Linked DNA regions of Mus musculus: all the other regions are linked to region 1. Evidence: chromatin contacts called from public Hi-C and Micro-C data. All regions are on one chromosome and are shown on one strand. The core of a region is the stretch at or near the end of the contact, and the rest is flanking DNA. Distances in the headings are between cores, read along the strand shown.

Region 1 (5,399 bases), core at 1,676-4,175:
GTAGTACCAGTTTGCAAGAAACTGCTTCCTGTGCCAATGGTTTGTGAGCTTACACCTGAAGCATGTGGCAGGCCTGAATACATTGAGCCCTTTACATCTCTATAACAAGGCAACATCACCTGCTACCTGATAATGGCCATCAGGTTCTATTAATTATTCCTCACCAATTGTAAACATGGAGCTAGAGGCAAGGTCTTGGTAACCTGCAGGGATATTCAGGGATGTGTTTGGACATAGTAAAGCTTGTCAATGTATTGCTGTCCAACATCTGACTCTCACATCTCAGAAAAGAATCAGAAACACTGCCTCGAAGCCCTTGAAGCTGTTACAGGTGTCCAGAGCCATTATCATCCTGCACACTGCATCTTTAGCAGTGATTTGTGTAAAATGCTGGGAACTGGGAAAGGAGAAGTGAGGCGGCCTCTCCCTGTGGCCTGGAGAGTAATGGTGCTGTTTGTCATCACTGAACAGACTTCCAGACACGGTATCCAGGTTGGTAAATAGGATCACACACCTTCAGAGAACAGTCTGCTTTCTGTGTTAGCATTCTACTCTCCATAACTTGAGATCCTCATTCAGGGGCTTAGGATGTAACTCCCTGCCTCGGTTCAATTCCCAGCATTCCCTGCCAGATTGAGAGATTGCTAACTGTCTTTCTTATGTTACCCACTTGGCTTAAGTTTTCTATCTGTATAATATTTCGTCAGCTTTTACTTTCTAATACAGCCCATCTGTAATTGTTGAAACTTGAACTAAAGATTTAAATTCTGTTATTTTTCTGATTGTGGCAAATCTTCTATTACTTGAATGAAATGAGGACTAACATGCAATACACACACACACACACAAACACACACACACACACACACACACACACATATATATATCCTTCCTTGTAAATGTCTCTGTGGCATCCGACTTGTATTCACATTTGAGTATACATGTTTGTATTACACAATAATGTGTTTAAAACATGAGAAGGCAATGCTTACTAATACTTGTAAGACTTGGGAGCATAGGATCCTTTCTCTGTACCTATACCTAACGATTCTATATTGTGCCATTTGCCATGTGTTTGGTTGCCATTCTGCGTGTATAGTTTTTATGGATATATTTCATAAATTTCTAAATAAGTGTTGTGTTAATGGGTGTAAAAATATGCCTGAGAAGAGCAGTCTATGAAGAGGAGTTTAAGTTCTTCATGGGTTGATTCTATTGCTTGGGACCTGTTATGATGGCAGAATAATATCATAGAGAGCACATGGAAAAATAACTGCTTGCTTCATATTTATGAAATGAAACTAGAGATGGAGCCTAAGGCCCAGCATGCCCGAACCAGTGCCTGCTCTCAAGCTATAACCTCATTCTGTATGCTCTGCTGTCCAGTGGCTCGCCTAGCAGCGCCATCCTTAGGAGCGTGCTGAATATATGCAGTGCTTTGGGACATTCTAGATCCAAACCATAGCATATTGTAGATGTATTAAATATGCAATTTAGCATATTTATTAATTTTATAAGAATCATTATGTGTGCCTTTATATATATATATATATATATACCCATTATACACATGTATATACATATTTAGATATATGCAGTTCGTATGGCTATATTTATAAAGATATAAACTATAATTTTATTCCTCTCTAGGTCTTTCCCTTCCTCTCTCCCCAGGTCTCTCTCTGCCTCCTTACCTCTCTACTCCTCTCTCTCTCCTCCTTTTCCTTCCTTCCTTTTTCTCTTCCTTCCTTCCTTCTTTCCTGCCTGCCTGCCTGCCTGCCTGCCTGCCTTCCTGCCTTCCTTCCTTCCTTCCTTCCTTCCTTCCTTCCTTCCTTCCTTCCTTCCTTTCTTCCTACTCTTCCTTCCCTCCCCTGTCCCTTTCTCCTTGCTTCCCTCCCTCCCTCCCTCCCTCCCTCCCTCTTTCCCTTCTTCCCTCTCTCCCTTCACTCTCTCTGTCTCTCTCCTCTTTCTTTCTTTCTTTCTTTCTTTCTTTCTTTCTTTCTTTCTTTCTTTCTTTCCCCCTTTCTTTCTAGAAAATCAGTCCCTTGTATCTTTCACAGCTGACACTGTGAAACCTAGATCTCAACTATAGTAAGGCTGAAAACTAAGGTGAGGTTTTTGCTTTAAAGGAAGTGGTTTGTCCTTGCATATATGAATCCTTGACCTAGTATGTTTAAAACAAAGGAATAGTTAGGATTCTAAATATGAATGTCAGCATTTGAGGAAATAGTTCTTTCTACTTCCCCAGAGATAACAGTTCCTGCTCCTTTCCCCTCCCCTTCTTTTCCTTCTCTCTTCCCCCCTCTCCCTCCCTCTCCCTCCATCCCCTTCTCTTCCCACATCCTTTCCTATTATGCTTTCACTTTTACTGGTTTGGCTTGTTTCTTCTCAGTCAGGGATGTTGCTCACCAGTACCTTAAGCTATTTTTTCTTCTCATTTTCTCTAAATATCGTCTATGGTGTGAGGTTTTTTTTTTTTTTTTTTTAACTTATTTCCTTCCTGGGACTCTTTCTGATAGATTTAAATACAGCTCCTGCAGCCCCTTCATACACTTTACCTGCTTTGATCAGTCCATGCTGCAGCAGTCCAGGCTAGCTCTGCAGCCACTTGTAGTGGGTCACGGTGTAGCAGAGTATACCACAGCTACCTGAGCCTTCAATGCCTGCAGCACAGGTTCAGCATTGGGGTATGTTTGGGATTAAGTAGATGTTCCTTCCAGGGCTCACTGAAGCTTCCATTACTATCATGAATGATCTTCCCTCTCTCTCAGTTCCAGCCCAGATGGAGTCTTGACTTTTCATAATTTATTCAGTGACATGCACTTCCTGTGTCTAATAGTCAATCACTTACCAAAGGGGGAGAGGTGATAAGAGAGTAAGAATAATTTTGTCATGATTCATAGGCACTTGGCCTTCACTGAGTATTACCAAAAAGCAGACAAGGCAGGCTCTGCTAACCAGCATTCCTACATGGATTCTTGTGGCCTGAGCAGTCTCTAAGCCATGCCAAAAGCATCCCTGAAGTATTTACAAGGAATATATTTCTGTGGATGGGGATGTACTCTAAGCCTTTTTGTGCAGAAATATGTAGAGGAAAGAACAAAAGGAGGAAAATAGGTAGGACGCCTGCATTTGAAACCTGGTTCTCACCAGTCTCAGCCCTAAGATGTCACAGCGCGCTCTTAAATCCTTTACTCTCTTTGTAAGTATTTCAATGCGGAAAAAAAAAAAGTATATTTGTCAGGAGTCTGTGATCAAGAAAAAAAGTTGGGAAAACTAAAGCAATTAATAAAAAATGGAAAAAAATGTCAATTAGTCAGGATCTAATTTTATTATTCTAAATATTATGGAGTTTAAAAAAAACAGAAGGAGGTAAGTGCTTAGCTTTAAAAGTTTTTGTCAACCATAGTGCTACTATGTAGCCATTGGCTAGAAAATGACAATTGTGGGTTTTTTTTTTTAAGCACTGTCCTGATATACTGTCCTGAAGAATGATGCTGTTGAAACAAAGTACTGTTCTCAATAAATTTCTTGTGTGTGTCTGTGTGTGTGTGTATATATATATATATGTATATATATATGTATATATATGTATATATAATATATATTATATATATATTATATATAAACACTATGTACTCATAAAGTTAATGTGTGTGTGTGTGTTCAAAACAATTTGCCTGATTTGGGGAGGAATTTTGTTTTTGAACTTGCTCCCCTTTGTTCTGTGGCACTTGGAGATTCATGCCCCCACCTTGTTGAAGCTGGTGGGAGATACATTCCTACATTCTTAGGAGGAAGTCATGGTTCTTTAAAAATATCTGGCCTATTTTTCTTACATGGTGAAAAATGTTAATGTAGTAGGAGAGCATATTAGTCTTGGGACACCAGTATATTTGTTATGATTTGTTTTCTACCCAAAGTCAAAGATCTACAGAAGCCCTCATAATGTCCCAGAGGTTTTGTCAAAGAAATAGAACCAGCCTGAGGTATGTATTGGGATTAGCTGTGAAGGATATCTGTGGACTGACTAGGAAAACAGAAGTCCACACAGTAGGGTGTTAAAAGCAGCAGGCTGGCTGACAACTGGTTCATTCAGGTCTTCCCAGACCATCACTTCCTTGAAGCCAGTTGATTGGATTTTAATGAAATCTAGATGCCTCCAATTCCTGTTTGGTCCCAGGGACAGTAAGCAAAAAATGGTGATCTTCCAACCTGAGATGAAAGAGAAACATTGCTTGTCCAAGAGTGACTGCCTGTTCTCAGTCTTTGTGGGGTTGGCTGTTGCCTCTTCTCCTTAGCCTTATTCTTACATTCTGCTTTTCGATGATAGCAATTGAACTAAAAGATTATCTTTTTTAAAATCTTTAATAACTTTTTAATTTAAATAGAATTACCTCATTTTCTTTTCCCTCTTCTTCTCCCAACTTCTCCCAGATAGCTACCCTCCAGCTACTTTCATGACCCATTATCAAATTGATCACGCCTTTTTATTTGATTATTACTCTTGCATACACACACAAGCATATATATGAAATCAAGACTATATGGATACATCTTGCTGAGTCCATATATTGTATTTTTTCTGTGTATAGAGTTTCATGGCTAACCACTTTTATTGAAGGGCTCACTCTGCGAGGTACTAATCCTCCCTCTGCTAGCAGCCTATAGATTTAGCCTTGGTGTAGAATCCTTTGAAAGTTTCCCTCTTCTACATGGCCATTAGAGCCCTTGTCGTGGTATTTGACTCTTAGAGTCTTTCTAACCCCTCTTCCTCCAAGTTCCTGGAGTCATAGATGCAGGAGTTGTGATGTAAGTGTTCCACACTGTTATCATTGTTATCCTATGATAACATTGTCTCCTTTACTTCTCTGACCACACAGCATATAGCTTGCTCTACTGTCTGCATCCAGTCCTTTTAGAGCATATCAGTACCCTTTTGATGGGCTCTTGATTATTGCTCCCTCATTGCTGTGTTTCTACCCAGCTACAGTCAACATAGCCTAAATCTTGTAATTGCTTGTCCATATTTTAACTCTGTACTCATAAAGTTAACATCATATGAACATCACACTCCTGTGTTTCTTCCAATCTATCTCTCTCTCTCTCTCTCTCTCTCTCTCTCTCTCTCTCTCTCTTTCTCTCCCCTCAACTTCTTGAGCATGTCTACCTCCACTCAATGTCTGTATTTCTTTTCTTGTCCAGCCAGGAATCTGCAGCTCTGGGCTTCTGGCCCTTCTTCTCATCCTCCTTTTGTAGGCCTCTTTCAGAGTTTCACAGCAGGCCTGCCCAGTACCAATCCTGAGGCTCCTTCAGTCCTCAGTGACCACTTAAGGCTATTACATGCCACACCCTTCCTTTACTTTCCTCCTTCCTGAGCAGTCCCACTTAGGAATCAC
Region 2 (5,531 bases), core at 2,072-4,571, 180 kb after region 1:
CACAACCGTGCTACATGAAATTGCATTTCCGATCCTCTTAGTCATTTCCTACGAATGTTGCCAAAATTATTTTCAGTTTGCTTTTACATTCTCTCCATCTCCCCCACATTGTGTAGACTAGAATAAAACAATGTCTAACTAACACTGACTGGTTTGTGAGGACTGGGGTTGATTGGGGTAGGAGGGAGAGAAGGGAAGTTAGGCTAAGAGTAATTAAGAATATATATGTATATATGTATATATGTATCTGTATACACACACATACATACAAATGTACATGCATACACACACACACACATATGAAATTCTTAAGGAACAAATTTAATAAAGGATTGTTTAAACTCCCCTCCCTTTTTGGTATGAGGCTAGCTGCTCATAAAGAAAACAAAACTAAAGAATAGAAGTGAATCATGATGTGGGGAAAGTCCAGGGACTGTAAGTGACGTGTGCCTCTAGTGCCTCTGGTGGGCACAGGTCCACATCTCAAACAGCCCAGCTGTTGTAGCCGTTAGCTTCTCTTGAGGGGCTGGCTGACAGAAGGAAATTGATGTTGCTTTTGAGGGAGGAACAGAGCAGCAAATGTAAAGATAATCAGGCCTTCCTCCACCCTAGTGAGAAAAACTGAGGCCGACCCCTAGGTGATGTAGCTACTCACTTCACTGCTGTGCAGAAGCACAGGTAACCAGCAGCCTGCCCCGCTGAGGCCCATGTTTTCCTTTGTGGCATGTGTGTGGCATTCATTATTCAATAGGATATTCATATTCGGGCTCTCTTGGAAGCCACCCCACTCCTGTGCAGAGGCAGCTTTTCTGCCTCTCTGTCCAGTCACCAAGAGAACCTTTGGGAAGCTGCATCCTCATGTGCAGATCAGTATGGCAGATACTGGGCACAGCTGGAACCTTCATGAACTCACATGCCTTTACCTACCAGGGACTTTATTTTTATTCTTGTCTTATGTGGTAGATTTACAAAGTGTATAATTTCCCTTGCAGGACAGGAGACAGTTATTTCTGTCCTTCCTCTCTTCCTTCCTTCCTTCCTTCCTTCCTTCCTTCCTTCCTTCCTTCCTTCCTTCCTTTCTTCTTTTTTATGGTTATATTTGGTGCTGGTTTCTATAGGTATTGTTTTGTTTCTTTTGGTTCTCTTTTGTTTTGTTTTTTGAGACAGGGTTTCATTATGTAGCCCAGGCTTCTACATAACACTCAATTCTTTTGTCTCTGCCTGGTATGCATTAGCACTACAGGTATGTACCACCATGCCCAGCCAGGAGTCCTTTTCTTAGCTGACATCCAGGTGGCCTTTCTTAGAGATTTCTCATGAACCTCTGGCTGAGACCATATGAGTAATGGGCAGAAGTCACAAGAAAGGATAGCATCGTTCAGGAAATAAAATGAGCCTGGTTTTAAGAAGTGTTTTGGCAACATTGCCTTGTATCCTCTGCTACAGTACTTACACATGGGTGCTTCGCATTGGTAGTTGGCAGTTCTCAATGTGTGTTCAGTGTTTCTGACCTCTGGCTGTATTAGAATTAACATGGGAATTTTCATTTTTTAATTCTCGTACCGAGGTCTATATCCTTGATCAATTGAACCAGACTTTCAAGTTTGAGGCCTGACATTGACAGTTTAGCATTGTTTTGAATCACATAACAATAAAATATCGTATAAAAACTTTGGGGTGGGGAGGCCTAGGTTGATTGAGGGTCTAATTTAAAGTGAATGATCAGCAGAGTTTGAATGACTCAGGTACTGTCTTCTGCCACTGTCTTGCTCTCAATTTATATTTTGTTGGGCTCAGTAGGACAAGGAGGGAGCAAAGAAAAGAAAGCAACCTTTTCCGAATGCATTTTCATGTGCTAACCAAGGATTTTTTTTAAGAAAAAAAGCCCCAGCACAAAGGAGAAAAGTGACAGAAATTAGTCTATGCAGTGAAGGAAGGACTGCTGCACCAGAAATCAGAGCCTTAGGCTGGTGCTGATCTGGCCATGACCTTTACATTGAAGGGAACTCAATAAACATCAAGGCCAGGCCCAGGGCTCAGTAGTTTAAAGTGCTTGCTTCACAAGGCTATTGCCCTCATGCCTGGAGCCCATGGTGAAGGTGAGAGCAGATGCCCAAAATTATCCTCTGACCACCATACACACATAGTGGTGGTAGTGTGTGTGTGTGTCTGTGTGTGTGTGTGTGTATAAGCACACCAATACTAGTTAAATTAATGACAACATATTACATCTATATGTTTTTGATGTTATGTTATATTATTATTGCATATTTAAAAACTTAGTGCTTTAATACAATAGTTATTTTTTCAATAATGGCTCCTTGTTGGTTTCCACTTGTGGACTCAGGGACATGAACCCACTTTGCTGCCAGGTCTACCATTGCTCTAGAGCTCTAAGGCCCACAGGCTACAGCCTTAGCCTTGGACACAGGAGGAAAGATGGTGGCCAGGGTCTCATCAGGAGCTGCAGCTGATTGCCATCCTGGAAGAGTGACCCCATGTTCCTTCTACCATACTCCATGGGCTGGGACTCAGGTGATAATTACAAGACACGGTTGGAAGTATGACTAAGCTGAGCCACAAAGCAGGGATGCTTCGATGCATGTCTAGCCTGTCTTTGCTCTCTGTCACCATTCCAGAGCCATTCGTATTGGTGTGGTTCAGTCTGAAACAGGAAGCTGTGGTACCTCAGAACAAACTGTGGTTGATTTAGCTTTCTCTAAGTAAAATAAACTTATATATTGTTCCTATATGTGTTCCTTATAATAATCTAATTTGAACCAGTGACTAAAACATATGTTCTTGGTTCACCCCAGTTAGGTAATTTAACCTCTAATTTCTCTGTTTTGAAAATTGGGGACACCTTATTTTTTGGGAAGGAAAAAATATATTTACCTATTAACAAAACTCATCTAGGAGGCTGCTGTTTGTAAGCTGTGGATGTTGAACAGTCAGTGAAGCAGACTTTCAGTCTGGTTTAGGATTTTCATTTCCAATAAAGAACAGACAGAAGGGTCACGGCACTCATTCCTAAGGAAGTGATGCCTTACTGAGCTGAGGAGTGGACAGGAGGTTAGACGTCTCAGGCAGTGGAACTTGCTGACTTGAGGACCTGAAAGAGGCCACTGTGGTCAGAGACCGAGAGAGCAGCTTGAAGTAAGGCGGGTTTTGAGATGGACAGAGGTCTTGCTAAGGACTTTGGGCTTTCTCCCAAAAGGCAAAGACTGCTTAGCTATTTCATTATTTCTTACACACTCATCCATTACCAGCTTTTCCTGAAAGGTCTTTGGCAGCAGGGAAGAGGCGGAGGCAGCACCATGAGTAAGTGAACAGAGAATCTGCTCCCTGAGTGTTGTGGGTTTTAGCCACACCCCGTGTTCCATATCTCTCTCTGTGAAGCGCCTTACTTTCTAAAGCTGAAAGAAAGAGGAGCTTAAATTAAAGCATGGCTCAGCTAAAATACAACCTAAAGAGTAAACCATGTTTCCTGCTCCAGATGTGAACACATCTGCATTTTCTATCACATGATTTAGGAGAGACACCTTGAACTTGGAGCCATCCCTGTCTTTTTGTCTGTTAGGCAATGCTTATTACAGATGACTTCCTGGCACTTGTTTCCAGAAAGAGGTCCAGCGTAAATCCTTCTGAAGCCAGCATACTCCACTTTTCTGTACAGTGTGAGCCATGGTGCTCCCCCTTTTATAATCTTTTAAAAAAATATCTATCCTGACTGAGCTAGACCTCCTTAATCTTCATTCCTTTTCTTCCTGTTGAAATGGCAGGTTTCCTCTCCAAAATTTGGACAAGCTTTAAAATTAGATCTCAAACTGCCAGCCTCACAAATCTGCCCTGACAACAAATTTGTTGATTGTGTTTTCTCCTCAAGAAATAGAGTAGCTCTGAGAGGCATTGTGTTTAGCTAGCTGTCCTGGAAACACAGATACAGCTCTGGGCTCTGAGCCGACCAAGGGTTGTGGGCTTCAGTGACTTGGCAAAGCACAACAGGACAGAAGCCGGCAGAGCATGAAGCCTGTCTTTGTCATAGTTTGCTAGAAAGCCAGAGTCAGGCTCCCAGCATGTTCTTTCCCAGACTGCCACATGCCATAGGAGTGAGGGACAATTCAAGTGGCTGTAACGTATGTAAGTCAGTCCAGTCTGTCTTTCCATGATGCCTCATGTGTGACTGTTCCTACACACTAATTGTTGCTCATAAATTAAAATCATAGAATTGTCTAAACCTTTACATGTAGAAATTCTGTGAATTAGGTTTGTGTTTGACCCCAGTTGTCTGACCCCATGCATTCTGTCTAATACTATACTGATCCTGGCCTCCTTTATAGTCCCCAAGAAATCATGTTTGACCTTGCCTTTCTGATTCTATGCCTGGTACTGAAATATCTTGTTCACATTTTTATGCCTAAATGCTATATGACCAATTCCAGCATCATCTTGTCTTTGAAAATTGATTCAAAGTGATCATTTTCTGTCTTGCTCTGTGACACAGGTCTCCTCCTCCTCTTCCTCCTCCTCTTCCTCCTCCCCTTTTCCCCCTCCTCCTCCTCCTTCCTCTCCTATAGAAAAGAAAGGGAGACATTACCCTTGTCTGAATGATTCAGAACAGCAGGCAGACTTCCATTGCAAAGCTGTATGGCTGTGGCCTGGTAAGGTTCTACACTAAGAACAGGAGTTATGGTAAGGAAAGCTGCAGCATCTCATTAAAGAGTTACTATTCCATCTGACTGTTCACAGTGGTGAGGGATGAGCTGCCTTTCAAGAGGGGATCCCTTGGCCAAATGATTGGCACATTCCAACTGTGATGTGAGGTCTACACCCAGGCTAGAGATGCTATTCATGTGACCATAAGTTTTTTTTTTTTTCATAAAGGAGTTTTTGTTGCTACACTAACATTGCTTTTTTAGGAGAGGCGACCTTAAAGTCATTTAAGAAACATATCAAGAATGAGGACTCCTAAACATTTTTGGCATCTCTAAGCCTCTGGCAAGGATGAGTGTATCATGAGGCCCAAGGACACTTCTTGGTACGGGATACTTGAACCTGCTTCTAGTTAGGGTGTGGTTCAGATCTTAGCACATACCTTTAATCCATCTGGCTGGAATACAAACATACCCTTCGCACACACCTTTAGTCCCAAACAATGAAGGTAACATTAGCTTGTAGAAGGAAGCACTCATGTTTGAATTGAGTGGCAGGAAACGTGATGAATCAGAGAAAGATTTGACAGAATAGGATATGCCCAACTCTCCAAAGAGAGGAGGGGGAAAGGAAAGCTGCTTAATGGAGAGACAGACAGCACCGGAAGAAAAGCGCACAGTACAGGATATTCTAGAGTTCATGGAGAGCAGGACAGGAGAGTTGAACCAGCCAGCTAGGGTTCAGGAAGACCAAGAAAGGATGAATTTGCTCAGCAGTAAGTCTCAGGAAACATTCTAGCCCCAGATTAGATTGTACAGAGGCTAGAAGCTTCCAAAACTAGGCCTAGATTAGCTGAAGGAGGCAGTAAGCTTTGGAGA
Region 3 (6,220 bases), core at 561-3,060, 240 kb before region 1:
CTGTGCCATGCAGGAAGACAAAGGCTCAGCACAGGCTCTGGTTGTCTACGCAGTTGTGCCTTGCTTTCTTTGGAATGAACTTTTTCCCCCCTAGCACTTAAGTTTACAACAGCTCTCACTTCCAAACACACAAGCGTGGCTGTGCTCTTGGACACACATCCATAGACAGATACATACAATTGTGAAGGTTTTATTGCTCCCGTTGGCAGCTTGAACCTGGGAGAGTGGGACCTAAAAGGGAAGCTGATTAAAGTCTCATGTAATAGCCAACTTTATTTAGAGCACTGGACAGTTTATACGCTGAGGGTTAAGAAGAGTCGCCAGAGTTAAATGCACAATGAAAAGGACACGACAAGAAATGTTTTCCCATAGAGGCACGTGACTAAAACAGCTGCAGTAAACTCATTCCCATGCCTTCACGTGGGGGGAACACAAAATCGCATTCTTTGTTTTAAAGAAACTTACTTCACAAGACTTTTGTCTTGTTTTTGTTTGTTTGTTTGTTTGTTTTTTGGGTTTTGTTGTTGTTGTTGTTTTTGTTTGTTTGTTTGTTTGAGTTTTCTCACAAGGCCTCAGGAATCTCTCCTCACACAGCTTCATCCATGGCCCGTGTTTCCACGGTGGAGAACAGAAGCCTCTGAGATTTGCTAACCTTGCCGCCCTCTCTTCCAATCTGGTTCTCGTCCCTTTAAGTGAGCATAAGAAAACAAATCAAAACCAAACCAAAGCACCGTTTCTCCCCTTTCTAAGTTCAGGGTGTGAATCACTTCTCCCTGCCCTCTGCATTTCTGTGAATGTTTCCTAGATGGACTCAGTGGGCTTCCAGTAAAGACAAACAGCTCAGAGAGCAGATTGCACTCACACTCACAGCCTGAGTCCTGTGACCCAGACATTGGAACTCAGTGCCTAATATGGTAATAAGAGGAGCAGGAGAGGGAGCCGACGAGGATGCCAGACATGCAATGCATTGCTAAGAAATGTACGTGCACTACTGAAGAAACAGGGCGCTTGCTCCTTGATTTCCACGTTATGTAGGACATGAACTGTGAAGTTCTGAGAAAGAAGCCAGTGTTCCAGGCATCTGCCACAGGGAAAAGTTTATTTTCCCTTTGCTCTTCAGACATGAGTCGGCTTAATTCAGTTAGTGTTCAAATCAATGCTAGCATGGGATGGGAACTAAGAAATCATTCTTACAGCCAGCAGACATAGGTTTTCTGCCCAGTTCGACTGCCATTCAACTGTGAAACGCACTTTCTTCCTGGCGTGCCTTTTTCAGCCGTGAAGTGGCTGGATGCTGTGATCTCCAAGACATCTAACGTATCTGTTTGCTTTCCTTCTAATTTTGTCTGAGATAATTTCATTTCCTGTGGAATTCCCCAAACAAAGCATTTTCTAATTCTTCCAGATACTTTCTGTGACTTGAACTAAAAAGACAGAATAAATACTGGCTTTGCATTTCCATTGTGACTTCCTTAAGTATGTTTGGCAGACTGTTCCCTGTGCTTGGCAGAGCTTTTCTCGATCCTAGGCACATTATGCCTTTCTTCCACCTTGGTCCACCTCCTTTCCCCATTCTCTTATCTCTGGACAATCAGTGTGTGTAGGGAGGCATCTAGTACATGGCGCAGGTTTACACCACAGTTTTACACTAATTCAATGCAGCCTTTCCATGGCCTTGCCCAGTCATTGCTGCTCTTATCCATTCAGCCTGCTTTATGGGAGAAGTGGGGCCAGCAGGAGGGAGGTCCCACTGCTTCCCTGCACTCTACAAGATGGAACTGGGCATGAGAGAGTTTTCCAGGCAGGGACTGGATGAGTCACTGGGCTGTCACAGATGTTAAATAAGACTGAGAGAAGAATGGAGTGTGGTCATCTGCGTGTGAGGCAATGAAAGGCTTTGAATGCTTTCTGTCTTTATGGGTTCTGCAATCTGTTATCCCTAAGTGCTGTAGTCTTGTTACGGGCATCTGTGACTTACCCTTTTGGTAGATGGTTGTAGTCAACGCTGACCTCTCCCCATTCGCAAGGTGTATTTCTAACATAAGATAAAGGAACTTTCTCTGACAGAAGATAAAGGAAATTCTTGACAGATTTCCAGCCTTGTGGTTATTATATCGCAATGGCAGCTTGTCTATCCCAAGTAACTGTAGAAAGTTACTGCTCTGAGAAAGCCATAGGGCATTAGGAGTCCCCCTTTCCCTTGTTAAGGACCCTGCAGGAACTACATTTCCCTGTTACAGTTTAGGCTGGCTATAGAGCAGCCCCCTGGTCCTGGGAGAAAGGGGAGGGCAGAGATGAAGCTGTATAACAGAGGGGTTGCTTTGGAGAGATCGGGAGACAAGAGGTCTGTGTTCTGGGGAAGCCATGTCAGAGCTCACTCTTGAGTCATGCTTCATTCTCCAGATCCTCATTTCTCTGTCTGGCAAATACGATTGGTCCTTGAAAGTCTCTTCTAGCCCCAAAGCCTACAGATCAGTTTCTTTGTGTTTCATGTTGTTCCTTCTTGTTCAGCAGTACCAAGTGGATCGATTTGCATCAAATTGCCATTGTGTTCTTTAACACCAAACAGAGCCCAGACAAAGCCACACTTTTGCCTTAGGTGTTCACTGTAATATCGAGATCAGATTCTTCCGTGTAGCGTCTGACTCCCCTTTATCACCTAGTTCCAACCCATGGTGCTCGTCGAGGGCAACCGTTTGCTTGTCTGGGTGGCACCATCTTAAAGATGACCTGAGTGTGAGCACTTTGTGCTGTACAGTATAAAAGAATGAAGGCACTGAACACTGTGCATGTTGACTTCTTCTCAGGGCCAGAACCGAAGGGTAAAGAGCAAGCACGATTTCTGGGATTCTCTAGCAGTCTCTACAAATAGCTCAGAGGTAGACGTAGGGACACCGAGACCAGTGCATCTTCTGCTTCAGTAAAAGCATAAATTTTAATGGTTACAAATGCGTGGTGCTATTATGAGGAAACCACAGGAAAGACCAGTCATATAAACAGTAATAATTTATTGACCATGACTAATCCTTTGGGGAGTATGATAGATGACGTAGGCTTATAAGCGCTTTACAGTGGACTAACCCCTTCCACATTCAGTAATTCACCAGCTCTCTATACCTTGTCCATAAGGGTGGCAGGCTTGTGAGTGTTACCTTCATTTTACTAATGACCACAGTGAGGCTCAAAGAGAGCTGTTGGGCATTTGGTGAGAAGGTGGCAGGATGGAGAGTGTTTGTGGTTTTAGGCTGGTACCTTTATTTTTGTTTAAGGTTTAGCTTTCCTGATAAAGCAGCATGAGGGCCCACACTCTGGTGTGCCCATACACAGCTCTATGCAGACCAGAGGATGGTAGGGGATGCTATTTCATTAGTCTTGAATGCTGTGATGTTTGGTGACTGGTTCTGTGATTAGCAGGGCTATGTGTCAGTCTGTTTCTCTTCTCAGCTGAATTATGCCTGCCCCGCTGATGGACAATAGTGGTAAGGAGTTCTGGTTGCTGACTGCTCATTCGTGCGTGCCTGCCTTCACTTATTTAGGGCAATGACGAACTAATCATTCTCTTAATTTTTGTTTAGTGCCAAGCTTTGGGCTCTGTGCAGATATTCTGAAGTAAACCACAAATCAAGACCTGGAAAGGACCTGATAGTTTATGTAGTGTAAATCTGTGGCTCTGGTTGGCCTGGAACTTATCCTGTAGACCAGGCTGGCCTTGAATTTGCAGTCATCCTCTAGGCCCTGGCTCCCAAGGCTATCGGTGCTATCTGTTTCCCCAGTTAGAGACAGATAGCACCAGTGCCCCTTGTCTCTGCCTCTGTGTGGTTGTGTGAAGACAAAGGCTCTTTACAAAGTCTAAAGTGGGTTCACACTTGTCAGCCTCCCGCTTGAGCCTCCTGAGTGAGCAGCATCATGTTGTGTGCATGTGCCAGTCTGCCCAGGTGCCCTCTTGTCCTTTAGGCTCTTTTCCAGTGTTCATGTCTGGTGATGGATAAAACTTGACTGTTCTCTGGGATATCTGTAGTGAAGGGAAGCTGTATCCTTCAGCGTTTAGAGCTCTGCATTCAGTTCTTCCTAATTTCCATCAGCACTAACTCACAAACACACAGAGAGTATTAAGAAAAACAAGCCTTTCTCTTAAACTCACATTTTCCTCTTAAAGTATTTCTTAGATTCATTCATTCTATCTTTGTGTCTGTTTGTCTGTCTGTCTGTCTCTGTCTCTCTAGTTGTCAACTCTCATTTTTCTGAAAAAGTTTCTCTTCTGTGTTTTGAGATTTCTTCTTAGTCTGGAAATTGAGGATGGGAGAAGAAACCCTGTTGTGTATTCTCCCTTTCAATACCATGTTTGGTAGTGGAATTATATCCATACAGCGACTCAGGCTTTGAGCTATGTAGGAACACGTCCTACATTCCTTCACATGATATTTGAACCTAATTACACTTTCTTAGAACCACAGAGGGAACCACAACAGCCCTCTCAAATAGCTCTAAAGGGTAAAATCTGAGGTCCAGAGTTGCCGTAACTCCAGACATTGAGCCCAATGCCAGGTGTTCAAAAGGAGTCAGTGTTGGATAGCACTGTGCTCTTGATTTGACTGCTCTCTTAGCTCTGGTCCCAGGAGGGTGGGAGTGGACCTCTGCAGGGTGATGAGTCAGTGAATCTTGGGGTTTGCCATCGTCCACCAGGGCCTGGGCTTTGTTTAGATTCAAGAATGCTGAGTAACTGATAAAAACTAATTCCGAAGCACTCTGCAGATAGAAAGTGCTTCATATGTAATAAATAATAATGGTTTCCCAAGATTAGGCCCAGCCCTAGATAAATATGCCAGCCTTGCAGGCTTCAGACCTTAAGGTAGAAGAGTGGTTGGTTGGGGCCAACTCCTGTTACCATTATGTAGTTACTACTTTAACCCCAGAGTGATGGCACATGCCCCAGTGTGAGCAGTATTTATCTTTGGGACTCTCTAGGAATGAACCCCTAGTTATGGTTGGAGTCTAATGGAGGATGCAGTGACTGGCAAACTTTGAAGTCAGGAAGGGAATCCAGCCCTTTCCATGTCTTGTCTCCATTCCCTTCTCCAATAAAACGTCTGTCTTTGTTGTTTCAGTTCTTAGCATGGAGTGGTTGAGACAGGATTCTACTGAGTTGATGTGAATAGCTTTGAACTTATTCTATAGTCCAGACAGACCTTGAACGTGATACCAGTTTTTCCTTCTTCCTGAGTAGTTGGGATTGTAGGCCTATGAGAACAAGCTCAACTTCACGGGAATCTTAAGAGGTAGATGTTGGCACAACTTCCCAAAGTAGCCAGTGGTCCACTCATGTCCTCTCTGGCTTTGGACCATCAGTTTCAGAGCAACATATGTTTCCCCACACTCATTACCTGCTTCCCTAGACAGGCTCTTTCTTTTTTTCTGGGGATTTTGTCTAGGGAATTACGTGCCTTTTGTTTGTTCTGACATGGGGTCATTCAGAGTCAAGTTTGGTGACTAGTGGTGACCATGTCCAGGAGGCATGAAGCATGGTGTCAGCCATGTTCTCCTATCTTATTAGATCAAGAAAGCAGAAATGCTCATTGAGTCTTGCACTTGTTGACCCTGAAAGCCCTTTCCTGCTTAGCGGTGGGCATCTAGTCAAACTGTGCTACAGAGACTTATTCAGGACCTACTATGTTCCAGGAACTTTTATAAGCATAAGCCTTATAGCAAACTTCAGAAGCCCAAGCAAGGGTCTGATTATAAAAGTTGATATAACAGAAGTACATCTAAAACCATAACAAACAAAATAGTTTTCCTTCATTTTGGCTGTTCTTTGAACCTGTCACTTGTCCACTTGTGTTTCTCCTGGGAAATCAACGTTAGCATTGTCTCCTCTCCAGCCTGACCCAGGCAGAAGCTTCCTGCCCTCCCTCTTGGGTTCTTGAACTTCTCACACAGGGAAGATGTAGCTTCTGGGTGAAATTCAGGTTTCTCTAGCTGCCCACCTTGCTCTAGGCACAGGATGGAGTGTGTATTGGGAGTCAGAGGACCTGGAGAGGAGGCTGAGTGACCATGGGACCCTAGGGCCATCTAGTATGTTACTACATTGCAAGATCCTTTAACAAAATGGTGGCATTCCCAAAGCCTGGTTGCCTAAATGCCACAGCATATTATTAAATGAAAGGGGCTCCATTTGATAGAAATTGTTTAATAATAATTAATGATTTGTAATAGAGGTAAGATC
Region 4 (6,283 bases), core at 3,069-5,568, 220 kb before region 1:
TGATAATTTTCAAATTGAAGATAAAATTTTTGGTGAAAATGGACAATTGAGGCTCGTAAACTTTGAGATAAGTTACTTTAGCATCTTACATTTTTGTTTGCTCAGTAAGTTCCAGGAAAGGCTGAATCCTCACCAACTGGAATGTCTCTAATGTGAAAGGCTGTGTGTAGTCGACTTGGGGTTTATAGGCTAACTCAGATGGGGCATTAGACGGGAGACATGTCTCTACCATCAGAATAGCAATAATAACTTGATAATGTTCTCCTCCTCCAGGACCTACCATATGGTAGGAACTCAGCTAGACTCTTTTCTTATGTCATTTAGTTTCCATAATGTATCCAGTTATGCACTGAGTGAGCACCTATGGTGTACTTACTGTATACCAATCACTTCTGTGCATTGCATGTATCACTTCATTTAAGTGTTGTAACAACCCAGAGCCATGGTTGCTGGTTATCTTCTGAGTGTGTAGATGAGGAAGTGTAGGGAGGAGAGCCTAAGTAATTTGACCTTGACACCTGACTAATAGCCAAGCTCCTAACACACTTGTGATTGGATGACTTAGCAAATGAAGTAAATTAATAAATTAATGGAGAAAGGTGACCCAGAGTACAATAAGATGTCAGGGTTAGTCTAGACACTCAAGAACAAATAATTAAAAAAAAAAAAAAAAAAACCAAAGAATTTGAAACTGGCAGGAAACTTTTTTAATGTTTTAAAACTTCAGTTAAACGGGTTCATGGGGTTTCAGCATCTGCTTTGACTTATCTTAATACCACTGTGGAATTAATTCTCTCTCCCAGTACCATTGTGGGAATAACTTTGAAAAACAAACAAACACTAAATGGCACATGAGAGCAAGCAGAAGCCCATGGTTTGTGGTGGGTGTCCAGCAGCACTTGAGCTGCCTTAGAGGAAGCAGTTTTGTGTTCTGGTAAGGGACAGCCACCAAAGGTGTTTGTCTAAGTTTAGTGCACCTTATAAAATGTGACCTTGGAAAACAACTTCTTTGTGTTCCATTTTCCCCATCAGTGAAATAAGTTCCATTGTGAGGATTAAATGAGTGAAAATAATGTACATAGAATAGTACTTAGGACATAACATCTCTTATGGCGTTAGCTCTTTCTGCTTTCTTGGGCTTCAGTGGAAAAAGGACCCTGTAGATTCATGCCCATTTACTCAAGGACAATGAAAAAGTTTAGCTTTGGAGGTAGAAGTGGCAATTGCACAGCCACTGATGTCCTTGGAAGAGCTTTGGGTTTCTTTGTCTATGACCTCTGATATCTGCAGATAGTGAAGGGAACAGGGACCCTAAGTGACAGTAGAGGAGTGGAATGGAACCCACGTTGTGCCTGATAAACTGTGGTGGAAAGTTGCTTTGTGCCTACCACAGGCCAGTTCACTGGCCAAAAGTGGGCCAAGAGTGGTATTTTTCTGGCTCTTCTTGGCTGGTTCTCTCTTTCCTTGAACTGTACACGCCTGAAGCCTGTCCTAGAGCTGTCTGACATTTCTTTTCTCTAGAAAGCATTGACAAACTTCGAAAGTACCAGGCGGGGGCCGGGTAGAAATGTCTTCAATAGTAATGCACTCTAATTTAGGTCCATCAGGCAGCTTTTCCGAGTGGGCATATTGCAGACAGTTTTCCAGGTGCTCTGCGGACATGGACTCTGTGCTGGTGGCTGCTTTAGGATCCCATGTTTTATGTGCCTCCGTGTTCCAAGCAGCAGCTGGACAGTGTTTCTGTGTGGTGTGTGTATGTGTGTTTTCCTGGAATTGATAGTATGGATTTGGGGGCATTGTCTTACCTACTCAAAATAGAAACACTTGCTCATATCATTAGAACGAAACCTTTATAGGAAAGGACGTTAAGATGAAGCCTTCTGCTGAGTGTGGGGCTTTCTGGTTCTAAAGCACTTGAACACAGATTTTTTTCTGTGTACTTTGTAGTGTCGCTAAGAGGCAGACAAGGCAGCGATTCTCTGGAGTGCCCTTCTATAGTATGTAACTGAGGCTCATGGAGGGAGGCACAGGGGGTTTCCTTGAAGCAATGATGGATGCAATCCCAGAGCATTTGACTCTGGGGTGGGATCCATTTTGCCACCTTGCCTTGAGTTCAGTGGGGTCAATGTTACCAAGTGCTACCAGATTATACAAAGTAGGAATTTATCCTAATAATAATCATTTTAACTTTCTTCTTCAAGTAGGTTGGTTAAAACCATCTATAACTTGCTAAGAATTAAGTATAAATATAATTAAAACTCTAGGACTTTCAGTTAAACCAGCATGTGTTTCTCAAAAAAAAAAAAAAAAATTCAAATGTCAAAGTATTTCCTGAAACTTGCTTTAATGAACAGGAGAGGTGAAGGCAAACCTCCCTTTTTGCATGGTGATTAGGAAACAGGATGTGCAAACCTGCTGTATGAATTTAAAGAGGCGCACTCATGCTGATGCGAAACCTGGATGGGCACCTCGCAGAGTTTCATGCTGGCAGAAATGTTAAGCGGAAGAAGTTCTCCTTCAGCATATTAATGACTTTGGGTTTGCATGAAAATAAAAATGTTGGATATGAGAGATTATGTTTCTAGACATAAGAAAACAAAACAAAACCGCAAAGCAAACAACAACAGCAACAACAGAACAAACCAACCAAAGTGACTCTAGGATCCAGCTCTGATTACAGGCTGGTTTTATTAGAGAGCCCAACATGTCCTCAGCCGAGATGACAGAGGGATGGGAAATGCTCCTGAACTTCTTGCTGACTTGGACTCGCTTGGAAGTCCAAGCACTCTGCTTGCTTGAAAGTGGAAAGAATTATATTCTCTTAGGCAAATGCTTTGGAATCCCTCAGAGTCTGAGGCACCTAGGAAGTCTGGAGCAGAGAATGCACGTTATGGATCATGGTTTTCTTCCATCGTACTGTGTAGTTTCTCGTGCGGCAACTTCTGAGTGTACTGTTCTCTTCTTGAAGGGCTGCAGCAGAAGCAAACGGAATAGGCTTCCGTTTGTGTGGCTGACTTTCTCGATCCCTTGAATTTCTGAGTTCGATGGTCTTTGTTGAGGTCTACAGAGTCTAGTGATACTTTTTAGTGTGCTTTATGCATCAGATATATATCAGCGTGTATGTTTTAAGGTCATATACCTGCGTATTCTCTACCTTCACAGGAGTCTGTATATCCTACACCCCTTCTTCCACTTCACACAAGTTTAGAAATGAAGCTTTTGTGGCAAGGGTAGCGTAGAGGACAATGAAGGATTTTCCTCTCTTTGGCTTACATTCTTCTGTTTCTTCAGATTGGATGATACCGGTTACTTTTGGAAACCTTGAAAATATCCTTAAGTTAGATTACGGTGATGTTAGTACAAGTCTCTGACTTTATTTTGTATATGAATTACATCTCAGTATCATTATGAAGAAATTTAGTCTGCCCTTCAGTCAAAAGCTTTCCAAGTTCCTTTAGGGAATCAAAATAGGGTATATTGCCAAGTTTTTACCTCACCTTGATTTGTTTGGGGGCAAAGTTGTCTTGCATATTAACAATGATGAACAGAAATAAGAAAATGCTGATGAGATAATCAAATCCACCAAACCCCAAATCTATTTCTTCTTTACTTTGCACACAGTCTGTTTTTTGAGCCTTAAAAACTAATACTTCCTAAAATGTTGATTAATGAGCTATCCGATAAGAAATAACAGGGTACTGACAGCCCTGATTGTATAAATAGGCGTTTGGGATTGTGTTCATGGTTTGCTTGTCAGCACAAGAGAAGTGTGTGATTATGTTGAATGATGGTTAATTTTCTTATCCACCCATTTTAAAAATAAAGATATACAGCTGGAAGACAGGTGCCCTGGAGGTGAAAAGGAGCCCCGCAGCCGTGTTACTGAATCCAGAAGGGTTTAGAAGGAGCACATTCCGGTTTAAGTGTGTTAGCATTTGTATCCTGGGTGGATTCTGGTCATGCTTTGGAGTTGGAGAATGCTCCTTCCTGGTCCTTTACACAGAATGTTTGATTTACTCTTTCTTGCTTTGGGGTGAGTCTAGACAGCGGCTGCTCCTCTTCCTCATCGGTCCTTGCCTCATCCTTGTGGACGTGCTTGGAGGCAAGAGAGGACTTGCCTTTCCACCTTTGCAAGTGTGCCCTTTGTACACTAACAGTCCTCTTTGATTAAGTATCCAGTGAAACCAATTCACATGAACTCCAATTAAACTTTAATGAACAAGTGGGTGTATTAATATCAGCTGAGTAATGTAGGCAGCACAGATTCCAGTAAGTGACTCACTTCTCTGTGCAGCTCATTGCCCATGCACCGTTAGAGTTACTAGAAAGCTTCCAGCTATATTTGAGTGGATCTGGTCTGGGTCTTGAAATTCTAGCAACCCTCAGGGCTTGTTATTCATCTAGTGACAAAACCACAGTTATCCAGACCTCTGTTTTCAAAGCAAGTTTGGGGATGGGAGTCTTGTTCACATCGACCAGTTAGGCTTTCCGTGGAGCAGTGCCCGTTAGGACTTTCTTTTTGCCTTCTTCTTGTGACTGCTCCCACTCCTTCAGTGGCAATTCTTTTCCTCCTCCAAACCTAAAAGCACATGGTCTGAATTAGCGTCCTAGTGGCTCACTTCCATCTGCATCTGCTGCTCTGCTTCAGTAGATGAGTTCTCATGGCTACACCCCAGACAGTATGATGATCTTGGAATGGTGTACCTTTGTGGGTACAGCCCTGTGTGGGCTTGAGACTGAGGATTATATCTTCTTCGTGGGAAAGATGATGGTCAATGTGTCTTAGGGTTCCTGCTGCTGCCGTCAAAGATCATGACCACAAAGCAAGTTGGGAAAGGGAAGGATTTATTTGATTTACACTTCCTTCCTTCCTTCCTTCCTTCCTTCCTTCCTTCATCACTGAAGGAAGTCAGGACAGGAAATCAAACAGGGTAGGGACCTGGAGGCAGGAGCTAATGAAGAGGCCATAGATGGGTGCCACATACTAGATTGCTTACCCTGCTTGCCTAGCTCGTAGAACCCAGGACTGCCAGTCCAGGGATGGCACCATCCACATCGGGCTGGGTCCTCCGGATCAGTCACTGATTAAGAAGAGTCTTACAGCTGGACCTTATGGAGGCATCTTCTCCATTGAAATTTCCCTCTTTCAGATACTTCATTTGTGTGTCAGGTTGGCATGAAATTAGCCAGCACAAAATATAAGAGACCTGGCACATAAGATCTCAGTAAATGTTTGTTAACTTGGCTGAATGGAAGAGGGCTGGAAAGGATGATTTGGAAATGAATGGACTTAGTCATTGATAATTCAGGAGGTCTCAGTCCTGTCGACATTGGACTTACATTAGATTTAGAATGTCTGTGTGACCTCAGAGTGACAGAGGACAGAAACTTGGAAGAGGTGATTTGCAGGGAGCATTTAAAGAACAAATTCCAGAAACTGGCTGCACGTGAGAAGGTGAGGGGTTGGGATGGGGACAGGAAAGGATGTGGGAAGGCCATGCCAGGCTATCCAGGAGCAAGAGCAACAGTGGAAGCATGGAGGTATGAGGCAGTGATCATTCAGTGTGTGTTAGAGCAGGAGACATACTGAGAGTCCTGCATCTCACCAACAGTTGGCCACCAATCCTCATTCAAGTTCCATTTGCTGTTCTTTCTCTGTTCTTTTGTACTTACTGTAAACCAGTTAAAGCTGATGCAGATGCCAGGCAGAGAGGCACTGTAGAGAGGTCTTTAAGTCTTTCAGCTCAGTGGGCTTGCCAACATGGCAACCATTTGACGTTCTCCCAGGCATTCCCTCCACATTAAGGGGCTACATCTGTCCATCCTGCAGCCTGGAAGATAAGGGAGTATGCACTCCAAGTAGTCAGATGAGTCTCAAGGTTTGGAGTAAGGGACTGCCTTGCATTTGCCCTTCTACACAATCAAGTAACTCATGCCCCTTCCCTTCCTGTGGAGAACAGAGGGATCCCAATAGAAAGGGAAAGGCAGAGGGTAGGAGATGCTCTGATATTGCTTGGCTTCTTGCCCTCCTCACTCTCCAATGTCAATACAGTTCTTTAGGAGAAAAACAAAAAAACAACAGCAGTCTGGAACAGGAGGACAGGGCCAGTTTAGAAGTGAGGAAACTGGGGTGGTTTATCTGAGCAGAGACTGATGTCATTTGCTCTGTAATTTAGGCTGGCAAATCTATTGATGCAACCTCAAACGAAGGACACACTTAGATTGCTGAGACTTGAGCAAACAAATGTTATGTAACGATGTCAAGGTCTGTGGTGCAAGGATT

The links. Hi-C and Micro-C count contacts between places; a contact is called where the count stands out from the background.
Region 2: a Hi-C map of the C2C12 cell line shows a contact between it and region 1, with 2.1 times the contacts expected there. The contact joins two enhancer-like sites. A contact is called at or near these places in 3 of 484 Hi-C or Micro-C datasets (the C2C12 cell line, bone marrow-derived macrophages and muscle stem cells) and 1 of 9 other capture datasets (adipose tissue).
Region 3: a Micro-C map of muscle stem cells shows a contact between it and region 1, with 6 times the contacts expected there. The contact joins two enhancer-like sites. A contact is called at or near these places in 6 of 484 Hi-C or Micro-C datasets (the C2C12 cell line, embryonic fibroblasts, muscle stem cells and 1 more), 5 of 115 datasets of contacts at active chromatin or transcription factors (CD8 T cells, the NIH/3T3 cell line, cardiomyocytes and 2 more) and 2 of 9 other capture datasets (adipose tissue and liver).
Region 4: a contact with region 1 is called in a Hi-C map of cumulus cells, with 2.8 times the contacts expected there. The contact joins two enhancer-like sites. A contact is called at or near these places in 6 of 484 Hi-C or Micro-C datasets (the C2C12 cell line, cumulus cells, embryonic fibroblasts and 1 more), 2 of 115 datasets of contacts at active chromatin or transcription factors (CD8 T cells and bone marrow-derived dendritic cells) and 2 of 9 other capture datasets (adipose tissue and liver).

The regions. Positions count from the first base shown.
Region 1 is chr16:24,730,571-24,735,969 of GRCm38.p6, forward strand. The region is part of intron 7 of Lpp (LIM domain containing preferred translocation partner in lipoma); the gene reads left to right. Among named protein-coding and RNA genes, the nearest start is that of Mir28a, 95 kb to the right of the region's middle. Within about 2 kb of position 2,926, at least 49 of the 459 cell types and tissues checked have an H3K27ac peak or open chromatin away from gene starts, as enhancers often do. A contact at or near this core is called in the C2C12 cell line, the NIH/3T3 cell line, adipose tissue and 2 more, where this site is marked.
Region 2 is chr16:24,910,565-24,916,095 of GRCm38.p6, forward strand. The region is part of intron 10 of Lpp (LIM domain containing preferred translocation partner in lipoma); the gene reads left to right. Among named protein-coding and RNA genes, the nearest start is that of Gm52245, 28 kb to the right of the region's middle. Within about 2 kb of position 3,322, at least 143 of the 459 cell types and tissues checked have an H3K27ac peak or open chromatin away from gene starts, as enhancers often do. A contact at or near this core is called in the C2C12 cell line, adipose tissue and muscle stem cells, where this site is marked.
Region 3 is chr16:24,493,846-24,500,065 of GRCm38.p6, forward strand. All of the region lies in intron 3 of Lpp (LIM domain containing preferred translocation partner in lipoma), which reads left to right. Among named protein-coding and RNA genes, the nearest start is that of Gm24440, 91 kb to the left of the region's middle. Within about 2 kb of position 1,811, at least 100 of the 459 cell types and tissues checked have an H3K27ac peak or open chromatin away from gene starts, as enhancers often do. A contact at or near this core is called in the C2C12 cell line, the NIH/3T3 cell line, adipose tissue and 2 more, where this site is marked.
Region 4 is chr16:24,511,048-24,517,330 of GRCm38.p6, forward strand. The region is part of intron 3 of Lpp (LIM domain containing preferred translocation partner in lipoma); the gene reads left to right. Among named protein-coding and RNA genes, the nearest start is that of Gm24440, 110 kb to the left of the region's middle. Within about 2 kb of position 4,319, at least 41 of the 459 cell types and tissues checked have an H3K27ac peak or open chromatin away from gene starts, as enhancers often do. A contact at or near this core is called in the C2C12 cell line and embryonic fibroblasts, where this site is marked.